2 separate regions of the Ovis aries genome follow, and region 1 is linked to region 2. A link is a contact called in public Hi-C data. All regions are on one chromosome and are shown on one strand. Each heading gives the region's core, a stretch centred on a gene start, on an enhancer-like site or on the middle of the called end of the contact. The rest is flanking DNA. Distances are from core to core; before and after follow the strand shown. Region 1 holds the start of GFI1 (growth factor independent 1 transcriptional repressor). Region 2 holds the start of BARHL2 (BarH like homeobox 2).

The links. Hi-C and Micro-C count contacts between places; a contact is called where the count stands out from the background.
Region 1: a Hi-C map of hypothalamus shows a contact between it and region 2, with 6 times the contacts expected there. The contact joins the promoter of GFI1 here to the promoter of BARHL2 in region 2. A contact is called at or near these places in 2 of 16 Hi-C or Micro-C datasets (hypothalamus and muscle).

The regions. Positions count from the first base shown.
Region 1 is chr1:69,736,661-69,743,775 of ARS-UI_Ramb_v3.0, forward strand. GFI1 (growth factor independent 1 transcriptional repressor) reads right to left here and starts at 2,620. Exons shown (of 6, transcript XM_042251018.2): 1 at 1,591-2,620.
Region 2 is chr1:68,082,180-68,089,232 of ARS-UI_Ramb_v3.0, forward strand. It overlaps BARHL2 (BarH like homeobox 2), which reads right to left and starts at 4,974. Exons shown (of 4, transcript XM_042250777.2): 1 at 3,669-4,974; 2 at 1,729-1,954. The coding sequence starts at 4,278.

The DNA.
Region 1 (7,115 bases), core at 1,370-3,869, 1.7 Mb after region 2:
GGCTCACCAGAAACCTCGCCCTAGGGAAAGTCCAGCCGGATTCGTGCGCGACGGCTGGGAAACGCACGGTGTCCGGGAGTCCGCAGAGAACCCACCTTTTACAGCACGAGGAGAGAGCGCAGGCTGCTCTGGCAGCAGCAGGAGAGCCGGGGTCCGGGCTCGCGGGCCTGGGAGGGAGTTAGTGCCCGCTACTCCGCTCTCATTAACCCCCACAATCAGTTCACCTAATCCCGGGGTCGAAACCCGAGCCCGGCGGGGAGGCGGGGCAGCGCCTACGGTTCTTGCCCCCGGCTCGCTCCGGGGGCGGGGCTAGGAGGGCTAGGAGGTCCGGGGAAAAAGAACGTGCCTTTCTCTCTGGGTGAAGGCGATGGGGGCCGGGTTCACGAGCGAGCTGCAGGCTTTTCGGCCACGGCAGCTCTCGGTTGTCTTGGTCATTCGAGACACAAGGGCGCTGGGGATCCAGGGCCGGGACAGGGGTCATCCTTGGGCTTTGCCCGGTTTATTCTGCCAGCCTAGGAGTCATGCGGCTCCCAGGGCAAGACGCAGGACAGGGTCTAAAGTCAGCCGGTGGGCGCTCCGGAGTCAAGACGGGTTCTCGCCCCGCGCCCCCACCATGTCCCCTTCCCCGGAGGAAGAACAGGATAGGCTTGAGAAAAAAAGACAGCTAGGACGTGTAGCTGAGTCCCAAGGGATGTTTCCCGTGTCCTAAACGCCAGAAGGCCCCTAGGGGTGAGGGTGCCGCCCTCCCGTGTCCGGGCCAGCCCCTAGGATCGGGGCTTCAGGAGGCTTCAGGGTGCTCGGCTGCCCTAGGGCGAACGACTGTCAGTTCAGTTATCTCTGAGCCCCGGCGTGAGCCGCTCCGTCGGCTGTCTACTTAAGACACCACAAAGCCAAAACTTAATTTCTTAAACAGCTATGAAACTCGGAGGAAAAGGAAAACGAGGGTGAAAATGTCCCGAGGGGCCCTGCTGCGGCTCGGGGCGGAGCGGGACGGGGGTGGGGCGGGGATGCAGGGGTGAGCTGCCCCCACCGCCGCCGAGTCTGGACTGGCTGGAACAGCGCGGGATCAAGCAGGCACGCAAGCAACCTCCCGACTCGGGCACAGCCGCGCGCCTCTCTTTCAGCCTGGCAGGCTCCGTCCGTTCCCGGGAGGGTGGAGTGGGTAGAGCGGTAGTAGGACCAAGGGCTGATCGCGTGGGAAGGCGACCTCTCGCAGCAGCTGGCGGCCGAGGGGTGGGGCGGTCCCCTCGGCGCACGCGGGCCGGCCGAGACTCTTCGCAGCCAGGGCCTGGGATGGCGGGAGCTGGAGAGCTCAGCTGCCGCCGTCTCCCCACCAGATGTTTCCTTTCCTGTGGATCCCGCTCCCTCGCAGAACCACCACCAAACTGCCTGGCGTGCGTCCTCTGAGCCAGATCCCCAGCCCCTCCGTATGGGTCGCGCGGGGACCAAGAGGATACAGCACTTTTGGCTCCCAAGCTGCAGCCGACCTCGTGTGGGAACCCGGTAGCGCCCTCGGTCTTCCCCGCAGCGCCAGCGCCGTGCCAGTTCCCGCGTCCGCCCCCGCCAGGGAGAGAGGCGCAGCGGACCTACCTGAGGGGTCAGGGCGCGGGCACAGCGCTCCGAGAGTTTTCAAACTGAGTTGCTTTCGGGAGAGACCGCGCTGTCTCTCTTTCTCTCTTTTTTTAAATCTCCTTCCGAGCTCAGCCCCCAAAACCACAAGCTTCACTTCCTGAGCGTTAAGGAGTAGCTCGCTTAGCCCTGTCAGACCTGCCCCCCCGTTCCCCACCTCCAAGCCCCAGTCGGGCGGCAGGGCGCGCTCCTCCTTTGCGCAAGGGTGCATAGGAGGTGGACAAGGGGCCCGGCCTTCCTAGCGCCCTCCCCCGCGGCTCTCTCTCTCTCTCTTTTTTTTTCCCCTCTGTGGGACGGTAGGAGATGGGGAGACCCAGAGGGCCCAAACACCCGGGCACTAGAAATGACTCGAAAGAAAAAGAACTATTCTTGGCTCCTGGGAGACTTCCGCAGCGAGAAGAAGTCACAGATTCAGGACACAGATTGACTGGAGCGCCGGGGCTGGTAGCGTCCTGCTCCGAGGAGGCTTCCCCGCCCATCTGGGCCGGGACACTCCCCCCACCCACCCCCAACCACCACACACACACACCCAACCCCGCCGCCTGCTCGGGCTACGCCGCCCCCGGGTCGGGCCGTGAATCACCCGCCCGCGGTGCCGCCGGCCTGGAGCCCGGTGAGTGGCCGCGGCGTCCGCAGAGCGAAACCTGCCCCGCAGACCCGAAATAGCTTGTTGTGGAAACACTTCGGGATAAATACGCCCAACAAGGCTGAAAATACCTTGACACCCAATCCCAGAGGTTTGCTCATTTCCCTTCGGATTTAGGTAATGGTTAAATTTGGAAGAGGTGGGCGAGCGCCGAGCCCCCGGCCTAAAGGGTGCAGGCGGCGCGTCCCGCGGGCGCCCGACTGGGCTGGCAGGCGCGCCCTCCCCACGCCGCGCTCCTCTGAGCTGGGCCGGGTCCGCTCTGCCAGCGGCTAATTTCCGGTGGTCGGAGCTGCAAAATTAAAGGCCGCACGGGAGGGAGCGCGCGGGGGCAGCGACGGCGGCTGCTCGGCTGACCCCGCCCTGCCGGGACAAGCCAGGGAGAGCCGTACCCCAGGCGCGGGCTCCGTCGCCGCCTAAGGTCAACCCAGGCACCTGGACAGGAGGGGAGCAGTAAGGCGCCATAAAAGCACCACCCTGCTGATTATTGAAAAGTCAGTCTTCGCTGCGATTGTGTGTTCCACGAGGGCAGGCAGTGGATCTACAGCATTACATCCAGGCGGGAATGTCTGTGGACTAAGTGAATGAATGGTATTAATTAACTAATTAATTGTAGAAGAGGAAAGAATCAAAACCTCACCCATAAATAAGTAAATACAACAACCTCCAGTGCTAGACTGTATGTGATGATCCAAAGAGTGTGGCCTGTGGTGTGTACTTAAAGCCTAAACCTTTCCTAAGGGGGATTGATAGCCGTTATAATTACCTTGATTTCCTAAATAAATTGAGTTAATTTTGATCACTACTTTCTGCACAGTAAATCTCCAGAGAAGAGAGTGGTGTTCCTCAGTTACTGCACAATAACGTACTATTTTTTAGACTAATCCAAAGTTGTCATGGAAAAAAAGTCCTTAGAGAATTTTTTTAAGTGATTTCTAATTTGCATTGTAAATCTAAAGGTTTGTGGGAAGTATTTGGTTACCATTGCCATGCTTCAAGCATGCTTTAATAATTTAGACGTTTTATACACCAGTGGCTGCACACCTACTATGTAACAGGTGTGGGACTATACACACTTCTTAACTGTGTGATTAGCTGTCTTCCTTACACTACTGTTCATTTGCTTAACACACTTTCTTTATAAATAAATGCAGAAGCAAGCAATCGTAATCAGAAGGACTACAAATATTGAATTAGCTGAAGAGAAATTACGGTCATTTTGAAGTTTTTATTTGTGTACTTTGTCCTTGCCTAAGACATAAAAATCTTAAAGCAGTCAAAACACATCTTTCTTTTTTCCCTTCTATTTTATGCAACAGCAAAAAAAAAAAAAAATCTTTTAATGATAAATGGGACCAAAGAAAACTTATTATCAACCAAGTTCTGGAGAAATGGCTGAACCATTTCCTTTGCACATTAGTAAGTTCAAAGTCAAAATTTCTTGAAAAGGCACTGTGATTAGTTAGTAATTTAGTTGAGTGTTGCTGTTTAAAGTTTCAGAAAGCATGGTGAGACTATGAAGGGAACAGATAATTACCTTAGAATAAACCCCTTTCATTCAGAGGAAATCTAGTCATCTTGCCTTTTTCTTTTTTGCCTTTCATAACCTCTAAGTTTGCAAAGTAAAACTGGGACTGGGACGGGGGCTCCCAGAAAGGAGCAGGGGAAGGGAAGTGGCACTGAATCCCCCTTTACATGTTCTATGTTGTGAGCCATGTGGATGTATTACTAATTCAAATAAATAAATACACATTAAAAATAATCAGCCATCGAGATCCGGTCATCTCTCAGGTGTACAGTGTTAGAATATGATTCTCATACTTAGAGGGGGACAGAGGAGAAAGGTAAGAAGAGGGGCACCCAGAAAGGATAAGAAAGTTGCCAAGGGGCAGCATAGAGCCAGGACCAGAAACGAGGATAGAATGAACCTGACTCCCACTATTCCAAATTCCCTCTCATTCACTACTAAATGGAGAGTGAGGCGAGTAAGACAACCCCTACCCTTGAAAGGTACACTTTTTTAAATCTAGGAAGAATGTGTCTCCCCAGACACTCTTTTGGAACTGGATATGTAGGTGTGGGGTGTAATTTTGTATAAACACTTGTTTTCTCAAAAAAACTTTTAAATATACTAATTTTGTCAGTAATTTACTAATAATTATTAAATAATAATAATATATCTACAGATGCCAAATGACCTTCTTCATATGGCAAACATTTCTGAGCTCTGGCCAGTGACCCATTTATTTCAAGCACCATCTCATAGATCAGAATTTCCCTACAACAAAAGATTTGAGACATTTTTAGAAAGAAGATGGTAACAGGATATTACCAGTTTCTTGTTTAGTTTTTTTTTTTTTTCACAAAACTTTACAGTTACCATCTCTGGTTCTGTTTGTGAGAGGCATAGGAAAATGGGTGATCCTGAAGCCACAGAGGAGAGGTAATGCCTCCATTTCCAGCACACATTTCTGTGACGTTTGCATCATTTTATCATCACAGTGATGCTATCAGGAGGGGAAAGAGTCTGGGCTTTTTGTAGATGGCCATTTGTGGTATCAATCTCTGTTCTGCTAGTTAGTAGCCCTGTTACCTTGAACATTGCAGGCAGATGCTTTACCGTCTGAGCCACCAGGGAAGCCCGTTACCTTGAACAGTTTAGCTCAATTCTCCCAGCCTGTTTCTCATCTGCAGAGTCCAAATACCTATCAACCTTGCAAGACCATGGAGCAGTCCTCTGATTTCCACTCTTTACAGATTCCTCTGAGTACCAAGAATGAAAGAATGCTCCCTGTGAAGGTGTCTTGGGTTTAACCTCCTTGTTCCATGTCCTGATTCAGTTTGCTCAACTTCAAGTAAGTGAACTTTGTGACAGGATTTTGCAGAGATTTGGATTTTTAAAAAAGCAAAGGTCAGGGGTAAAAATGAATCAAGTATCTATTTTCCTTTCTGGATATCCTATGGATTTACTTGGGTGATGTTAAATGAATAAAACTTGTTTCAGAACTTAGTTTTCCCATCTTTAAAGCAAGAAATGCCTCACATGTATCAAATACCATGAACGTTTGACTGAGGAGTAGATGTGGGAGAGATACTGAGAGTAAAATCAATGTTTAATACACAGAGTGAAAAGAAAAAAAAGTCACAGGATGGAATTAGGCATGGGGCTCCTCTGTAAATTAGACAAGAGATTTTGTCTACAAAATAAGTGATGCTTTATTTTTTAAATATATTTTCATTATAAATTATATTAGATAAAATTGATAAACACATAAAAGAAGAAACCATAGGAAGACAACATTTTGATATTTTTGCTTTACTTCTTTTAAAAAAAGTGATTGGAATCATATCACAAATACAAATATGTATTCTGTTTTTTCCACTGGATAATAATATTTCTTCTTTTCTCTTAATTTTTTTAGAAATTCTTTACTTGAACAAAACTATTTTATAATAAGATTATTTAAATAGAAATCATGACAATCATGTTCCTTGCTTTTATATTATTTTTTTGATAACTGATAATTGACATAAAAAATCTATCAACTAGGTTACTATAATTTACTTAATCATGCCTGTCTTAGTATTTAGCTTATTTTCATTTTTTACTATTTTAAATAATGCAGTGATAAGTTTTCTGACTATAGCTTTGCCCATAGTTAAAATTGTTTCTTCAGAATATCTTTCTAGGGGTGGAATTTCTGGATCCAACAAGGAATATTTTTTATGGCTCTTGTTACATACCAGAAAAAGTGTTTGGGTAATGCACAGGTTTGTGTAATGCGCAAGCCAATAAAAAAAAAACCATAATACATAGCAAACAGTTAAAAGATTTAAAAATCAACTATGGAAAAGTAAGACCATGATAAAAGACTAGACATAGAACTAGTTTTTATTTTATGCACAAGAAGTATTTGTTGGACAGTGGCCACACCTTGTCATACTGCTATGATTTTGTTCTCATGGTATTAAAAAACTATCTAATTTTTGTCTTTGGATTAGCTATTTTAGTGGGTGAAGCTAAATGGAAATATATATTTTTCTAAATTGTATGAATTAAAGGGATATAAATGCAGAATGATAATTCTGTGAGGTAATATATTTGTCTCACTTCCACCCTTATAAGCATCGTTATCAAAATAACATTCAAATGATACAGTAAGTCAGAATAAGATTTGATGTTATCATCATTTATGGAAAGTGGGTAATGCTTTTGTACCAACGTATGCAAAAGTTGGGAAATGGGTAGAAGAAATTTGGAGATAAACAAATTAATATAAGACATGCTATGAGTAAGACCCAATCTTGTATTAATATTCAGAAACTTTGCATACATAAAGAAAAACACTATTTTCCTTTAATAAACATTTTGGGACTAATATATTTAAATCTTGTCACATTATAAAATATATTCTCTTAGCTATAAAAATTTAAACATTTACATAAAGGATTTCAAACATCTAAAGAGGGAGGGAGCTGTCAGCTTAGGTGTTCAGAGTTCAAATAAGAAAATTGTTAACCTCACCACGTATATTTTTACATTGTTCCTAAGAACAGATTGACTGAATAAAGTGTCATCTTATGTGTGGGCTGCATGAAATGACTCTTCATAGAAACATACCCAGCGTGAACTTTTATGGAAAAAAAGTATATTTTAGTTGGTGAATGGAAAATGTAGCGAGAGAGAAAATATAATATTATTTTTCTTTTGAGTTTTTCATCATTTCCTCCAGGATGTTTGGTGATCATTTTATCCTGTGTTTACCCTAGATGAAACATTTCACTTTCAAACAGTAAAGCCTATATATTGTAACTTTAAAAAACTACTCACAAAGCATAGCTC
Region 2 (7,053 bases), core at 3,724-6,223:
TGCACCCCGCGGCTAGGGGCACAGTCCAGGCCCCAAGGCCCGTTCTCTCCCCTACCGGTCTCTTCTTCCTCCGGGAGGACAAGGAAGACTTAGAGAGCGCTGAGAATCGAGAAGGAACCACACCTCCTGGCCCCCATCCCACCCTCTCCCTCACAGAATCACCCAAATCCAAGCCGGCTTCCCAAACAGACATTCATAAATAAAATTCTCCAAGCTTTGCTGCCTTCTCCTGCCTTTTTGCTCTGCTGTTGCCACCCTTATAGTTTGGTTACTTCCTGAAACTTTTCTAGAGATCAATTGAAACCACTCTTTCTAAGGCAGTCTTCTTCCTCCCTCCTTTAATTCTCTTCCCCAAGCGGCTCCCCAACAATCCTAGAGTGTATGCTCTCTGCCCTCCCCTTTCCTCCAGACCCAGTGAGAAGAAACCGTAAACAAAGGGACACAGAGGCTCTTGGGCCTTGGACCCCTGCCCCTTTTGGTCCCCAAGGCTGTGGAGGCACATCTCTCTCATCAGCCTGACAGGACCTTACAGCAGGCGGGCGTCTTAGAGTGAGGAAGGTGACAAGGTTTCAAAACGGAATTCGTTTGAGGGAGGGCTCTCCCAAGGGGACGGTACCTCGGGGCCATTCCAGGAGGGGGAAAATGCATTTCAAAATCTTGTCTCCGCTGGGAGAGAGTAACAATTAAAACCTGTGATCCGCTTTTCTTGGTCTCCTCCCTCCCCCACTGCACCCCCACTAGGAAGAAGAGGCAGCAGGCCTTTGCTCACATGCCTCCTGAAGGAACTCAGGGCTGGTGGACCCTCCATACCCGGCAGCTCCAGCCAAATTAATAAACATGTCGCCCATTTTAAATTGGCGACAAATGACACTAATGTTTTCCGACAGAATTAGGGTGGCTGAAACCGTATGTAATGAGACAGAAAATTATGGTAAAGATGACAACTGGATGGGCATTTCCAACCACACTTATGGACGATTAGAACACAAACGAGAGAAAAGGCGGGAGAGAGAAAATTGAGACAAGGGAGACAACTGTCAGGCTTAGAAACCCGGCATAACCTCGGCCCCAGACTGCGGGGTTTGGGTGTTCGCACTGCAGTTCAGGGGCCTACAAGTACTGCCAGCTCCTTTTCTAATTTCCTTTCAAGGGAAGCTGTGGTTCCTGGAGGTTTCTGATGTGGCCAGAATAGGGGACAGACCCTCAGTCTAGATGTCTGACCGGCTGCGAACCCTAACCCTCTTCCTGGCTGCCTCACAGGCCAGGCAAGGACTTTTAAGCCAAGGTCAGTGGGTCCGCTCTTCAGAACAGCTACAGCCAGATTGAGTGACTGGTTATAGATATTTGGAACCATCCTGGGGCAGGCCCAAAAGGGTGCAGTGCATCGGTTTTATGGGCCTGAGTGTCTGCTACACGGATGTCTCAATTTGAGAAGGTGTGGCTTGATTGATTTGGAGGCAAAGTGGGAGAAATTTCAGCCACTCAGATTTGAGAGAGAAAACACAGCATACGTGAAAGACACTTAGAAGTGCAAAATTCTCCAAACTCCAGCTACTCATCACCTAGGAGGTATGGCTAACCCCTACTCCAGTCTGAAAACCCCCCAACTGCCCACTCTGGGCCCTCTGAGTCCCTAGTGACTCTGAGGCCACACGGGAAAGAAGACTGGTATAGTTGTCTTGACCGGGATGACCAGATACCTCTGCTCCCCACCACAGCCTCCCTTACCTGCGGTTCTGGTACCAGGTCTTGACCTGGGTATCAGTGAGGTTGAGTGCAGCCGCCAGGTCCATGCGATCCTGCACACTCAGGTACTTCTGTCGTTCAAAGCTACGCTCCAGTTGATTGAGTTGGTGGTCGGAGAAAGCCGTCCTGGCTTTACGAGGCTTTTTGGCTCTCACAGGGGGACTCTCTCGGCTACTTGAAATCTCCCGATCTCCTTCCTCCTTTGTTCCTACACAGAAACCCAGACATAGCCTTGAGGTACCCCGGAATGGGGAAGGATGGAGTGTCCTCCTGGCACACACTTCTACATTCCCAAGCCAGTCACTGGTCTGGGGGGAGCAGGGGGGCTATATTCTGCCACTTTCCTTATACACATACTTGAGCCCTAGTCAGCATGGAGAAAGAGGACCAACTGCTAGTTATTGAATGTGGACCCTCGTGCAGAGCTCCTAAAAGGCTTCCAAAAGAGTGTTGAATCTTCCCATCTTTGGCAATAAAAAATACTTTCTGATAAAGGGTCCTTTTCCTAATTGTTTCCTTGACTGAGGAAGACCCTGTCCTTTTCCTTTACTGTTTTCTCTCTGACTTCATATGTTCTGATTTATTAGATTTTAAAAGATCTTTCAACTTTTCTTTTTTGATGAGGAGGTACCTTTTTCATTTTACTTCTTCTGTTTACTAAAAGTTATAGGCATTTGTTTTCCTTTTTCAGTTGCACTTGGGAAATGTTGGCTCTCTGCAACTGCTTGCATCGGGTCTCTTAAAGCTTCAGAAAGAATGTCTCCCAGACCCTGCGTTCAGCTCAGAATCACTGAGCCCATCCAGGTGACAGCCCAGAGATTTCCGGATTCTATTTGTCAACTTTGGTTTTCTACTGAAATGCTGGGAAATCGATATGTCAATCCCTTTCTGTTTGTACCCGTTTTCTGCTTCGCTCCTTGATCTTCCCTGCAGGAAGAACAATAATCTCTCTAATTGACCCACTGGGGAGGTTGGTGCACAAAAAAATCGCCAGACCAGACTGTACATCTGTTTTGGGCACTATTATGCTAATGCTACAATAGTAAAATGAAGAGGCAATATCCTACCTTCCAGAGAGCACACATCTTTCCCAGAGATGACAAAGATTAGTAATAATCAACTTATCAGTAAAGGGGAAAAAAGAACTCGCCTTGGATATTAAAACTCTTGCCATGCAAAGACTAGAACACTTACGAAATTTTCTGGTGAGAAAATGGAAAAAGGGAGTTGAAGGACAATTGCCATCTTCTGATTTTACAAAAATAGACATTTAATTCCATAAAATTTTATTCATAAATGCAACCTCCCAATTACTTGTTAAGAGCCAAAACTCTGATTGAAATACAGATATTTAGTTAGGGCTATGGAGTAGGAAGGGTATTTTTAAAAATTGAAACATTATAATCTTTTACCGTGTGGCCTTCCCTATATTAATCACTATGTAATAAATTTTTTAAAGTTGCTCTGTTAATCAACTCGGCATTTTTTCCTTCACTATATCTGACAATTCCTGTGCGGGTGTTTAGAAAATACGATGTGTGGGAGGAACGCAATAATTTGCATTAAAAAATAAACACCACGTTGTGATCACACCCCTAGGCACTACGAAATATGAAAGAAATTCCCATCAAATCCCCTCCGCCTGACCCTTTCCTAATAAATTAAAATGAAGTAAAACAAAGGAAGGAGGTGGGTGGCTGTGAGGGTTGGGGATGTAGAAATGTTAACAATAAACAGAACTTGGGACGAGTGCCCAAATCGCACGCCCCGGCCTCCCTCTCGCTTGCAGTTTTTGACTGTGGCCCGATCGCCTTGGAAGCTGAGAATTGCCTTCGGATCCCATCAGAGATTCGCGCGAGACGGAAGGGGAGCAGGAGGAGGAGAAGCTAAACGGCCGAGAGAGCCGAGGCGGCGGGACTCACCGTGACATTTGACGTCGCTCTGGGACTCTTCCCGCTTGTCCAGTTTGGTTTTGCTGTCCTCCTGCTCGAGCTTTGGCCTGAAGCTCTCGTGCGCTGCATTGCTCTCCTGCTTCGGGGTGTGGTGGGGAGAGGAGACGCTGGTGCTGTACGGTGCACACGCCGCCAGAGGTTTGCTGTCGCCCAAGATGTCCTTAATTAAAAAAGAAGAGGTGGAAGTCCTGGGGGCTGAGGCGGCCGAGCCCAGCTGCTGGGCCGCTGGCGGCGGCGGCGGCTGCTGCTGCTGGGGCGAAGGCTGCAAACTTTGCGTAGGGGCCGCGGCTGGCGGCGGCTGCTGGCTGTGGTGCAGGTGATGGTGATGCTGGGGCCCGTCCGCTATCAGATGCGGTTCCGGGGGCTCCATGGTGACGGAGATGGGAGAGGAAGGCGCCGTTCCTACGGTATCAATCTCCGAACAGGGGGATGGAGTGGCCTGACTCCTAAAATCCGCGGTCCTGGCCTCGCCGAGCGGGCGGAAATCTCCATTCATCATGCCTGGGCTGCCCGAACTGGCACTGGACAAAATCGTGTCTATTCCAAAACTCGACCCGCTGGCCCCTTCCATTGTTGTCATTTCTACATGAGGTCCACGCCACTCCGCCGGTCCGCAGCCGCCTCGACCAAGCAAAGGAAGCTATCGATCGTTAAAACAAAATAACACTAAACAATGTTGTCGCCGCTTTAAAAAAAAAAAAAAAAGTGGGGCGGGAGGAAAGGAAGGATAATTGGGAGGTGGCAATCCGTGGACACTTTCGACACTTTTTTTTTTTTACCCTAATGAAAAAAGTGGGAGTTGGGAGAAAGGAAGATAGAGGGGGAAAGTTACAAAAATTGTTGAGGAAGCACCGAGCGTGCGCTCCAGGAACGATAGCGCACGTGGGGCGGCGGTGGCAGCGCAGGGGACCCAGACGGAGACGAGGCAGCAGGAGGTGAACCCGACACCGCCGCCGCTGCCGCCACCGCCAGGGTCTGCCCACAGCCTGGCACCAGGCGGCAGCGGCGGCGACGGACGTGGCAGGTGCAGCGACCGCGAAGCCCGGGCGGCTGTGCGCCCTCGGAGCTGCCCGGCGGCTCCCCGAAGTAGCTGCCGCGCGCGACCCGGCCGCCCCGGAGACGAGTTTCTGAACTTTCTTGGAAAGTTGTGGAGCAGACACTGCCGCGACGTTCGCGGGAACAGAGGAGAAGGAAAAAAAGGAGCAGGCGCAGGCGGAGGAGGTACCGGAGACGCAGCGCCGAGCGACTCCCGCCGCTGCCGGGCGCGTTCGCTTGTAATCCGGCGGCGAGCGGGCGGCGCCGACCCCCTCCCGTGACGTCACGGCCACTGCCGCCGCTCCCCGAGCCTCGCCGGGCCCGCGCCCCCGCCGCCGAGGCCGCGCGCCGGGCCCCGCGCCCCCATTGGCCGCGCCCGCGCGAGCGAGCGACGCCGACGTGCCGGGAGCCAATGGGCGCTCGACTCGCGAACCCGTCAGCGATCCCGGCTCTGGCCCCGCTGCTCTTTTCGGAACCCGCACATCCCTTTCCCTGCAACCAAAATACCTAGTCCTACAATGGTCCCCGGGTTCACAATCACGCGAGAGGGCAAAGGGAGAGAGGGGAAGGGAGCACAGGGAGACTAGAGAAGGGAATCGGAGTTTTTAGAAAACGCGAAAGAAAAGGGGGGTGGGGGGGGGGAGAAGAGCGAGAAAATAGTACTGATTTGCCGTTAAGAAGTCCGAAGAGGGAGGGGAAAGAGGACAGGAAGAGAAAAGGAATCTTGTCGGCTTACCTTTAAACTCCAGCGCTGCCGCCACGCACCTCCTCAAACACGCGCTTGAATAGTCCAAAGACACCGAGAGCAGAGGAAGGGACTCCCTGGAGGGACCCAGGGGGAAGTGTGTAACTCCAGCTGCCGGAGCTCTGGGTGGGCGGGCGGACTCCGAGCTCTGATTTCTCCCCCAAAGAGCCCAGGCGTCCCGGATCTGGCCCAGCTGGGCAACCGGTCCCTGAGGGGGAAATGGAGAGGGATCCGCGTCCACCAGGCACTCTCGGTAGGGGTGGAAGACAAGTAGCCTGCTGCTCAAAACCAGGGTGCCAGCCTGGTCTCCAATCAGGGCCCGTGCTGGAAGAAATAGGTGGCCAGACACTTTCTCCCGAGCGGGGAAAATAATGCCTCGAGGCGTTCTCTAGCGCCGAGGGCAGCCAAGGTTCACTGTGCTATCAGGCCGGCCTGGGACTCGGGAACCGAGTGGTGGGGCCGCAGCATGTATGCCCTCCTCGCCACCAGGCCGATCTCAGTCTCAATTTCTCTGTCTGTCTCTGTCTCCTTCTCTCTCCACCAACACCGCCCCCCCCCCCACCCCAAGCCCTTCCTCGCCCTCTCCGGCCGCCCTTTTGGAAAGGAAACAGTCATTTGGGACCTGGAGCGTGTCTTGACTGTGACGCCTCGTCGGAGGGTATCAACTTGCATTATTTTCTCTAGGACGTCTGCAACCTGTCTCTTGTTGAATGTCAGAGTAATGGGAAGTGCCAGTGACAAGACGGCGTATTACTCCTGATTAAGTGCCGTGTCAACCTAATTAGCAGAGTAATTATAAGGTGCTAATGAATGATTCAAAGTTCTGAGTTACATTTTACTCCAAATTACCATTTTAAGAACCCTATGAATCTGAGTGGCTGGCATAGCTTCCGTAACTAGGTGCAGAATGATGGTAGAAAATGGCCTTTTAAGTCTTCCAGGGCTGGGTTGAAATCTGGGTTTAGTTGCGGTTCTGAAGGTCTCTTACCGGGGGCCGGCTTTTTTTGTGTTGAGGACTTGCCGGTGGGTTTGGTGTCTGGGAGGCAGATGACCTCCTGGGACAAGATCCTGCCTTTCTGTTGGAACTACATTGTGTGAGTCCTCGGTCCGGAAGGGGGTAGGTGGGAGACTAATCCTTCCTGCGTTTTCCTAGGGAATTCGATGTGTTTGACCCAGAAAAAAAAAAAAAAAAAGCTCGCGCTAGTTCCAGGTTGTGTCGAGCTGTTTCTTAACCGTCTTCGTGCTGTTTTCTTACGGGTATGTCTCTAAGGAGAACAGCGGGAGAGACGGAAGACCGAGGGGAGGAGATGTACAATCGAGACGGCTCTCAGAAGATGAGGGGAGTTTGGCGGAGAAACCATGGTTCGTGAGCCGAGGCGGGGACGCGGGGCGAGCAGCAGATAGAGGCGGACCGCGGCCTGAGCGGGTGAGGGGAGTCCCTCGGGAGTGCGTGGTGGGCCGGCTGGATGGAGTCCCGCCAGTCTGGGCGGGGAAGCCGAGAACTGCCTGAATGACGCCTGGAGCGTGGTTGGACCAGCCGCCTTTGGAGCGGGAACTGCTCACTGGCCAAGCAGA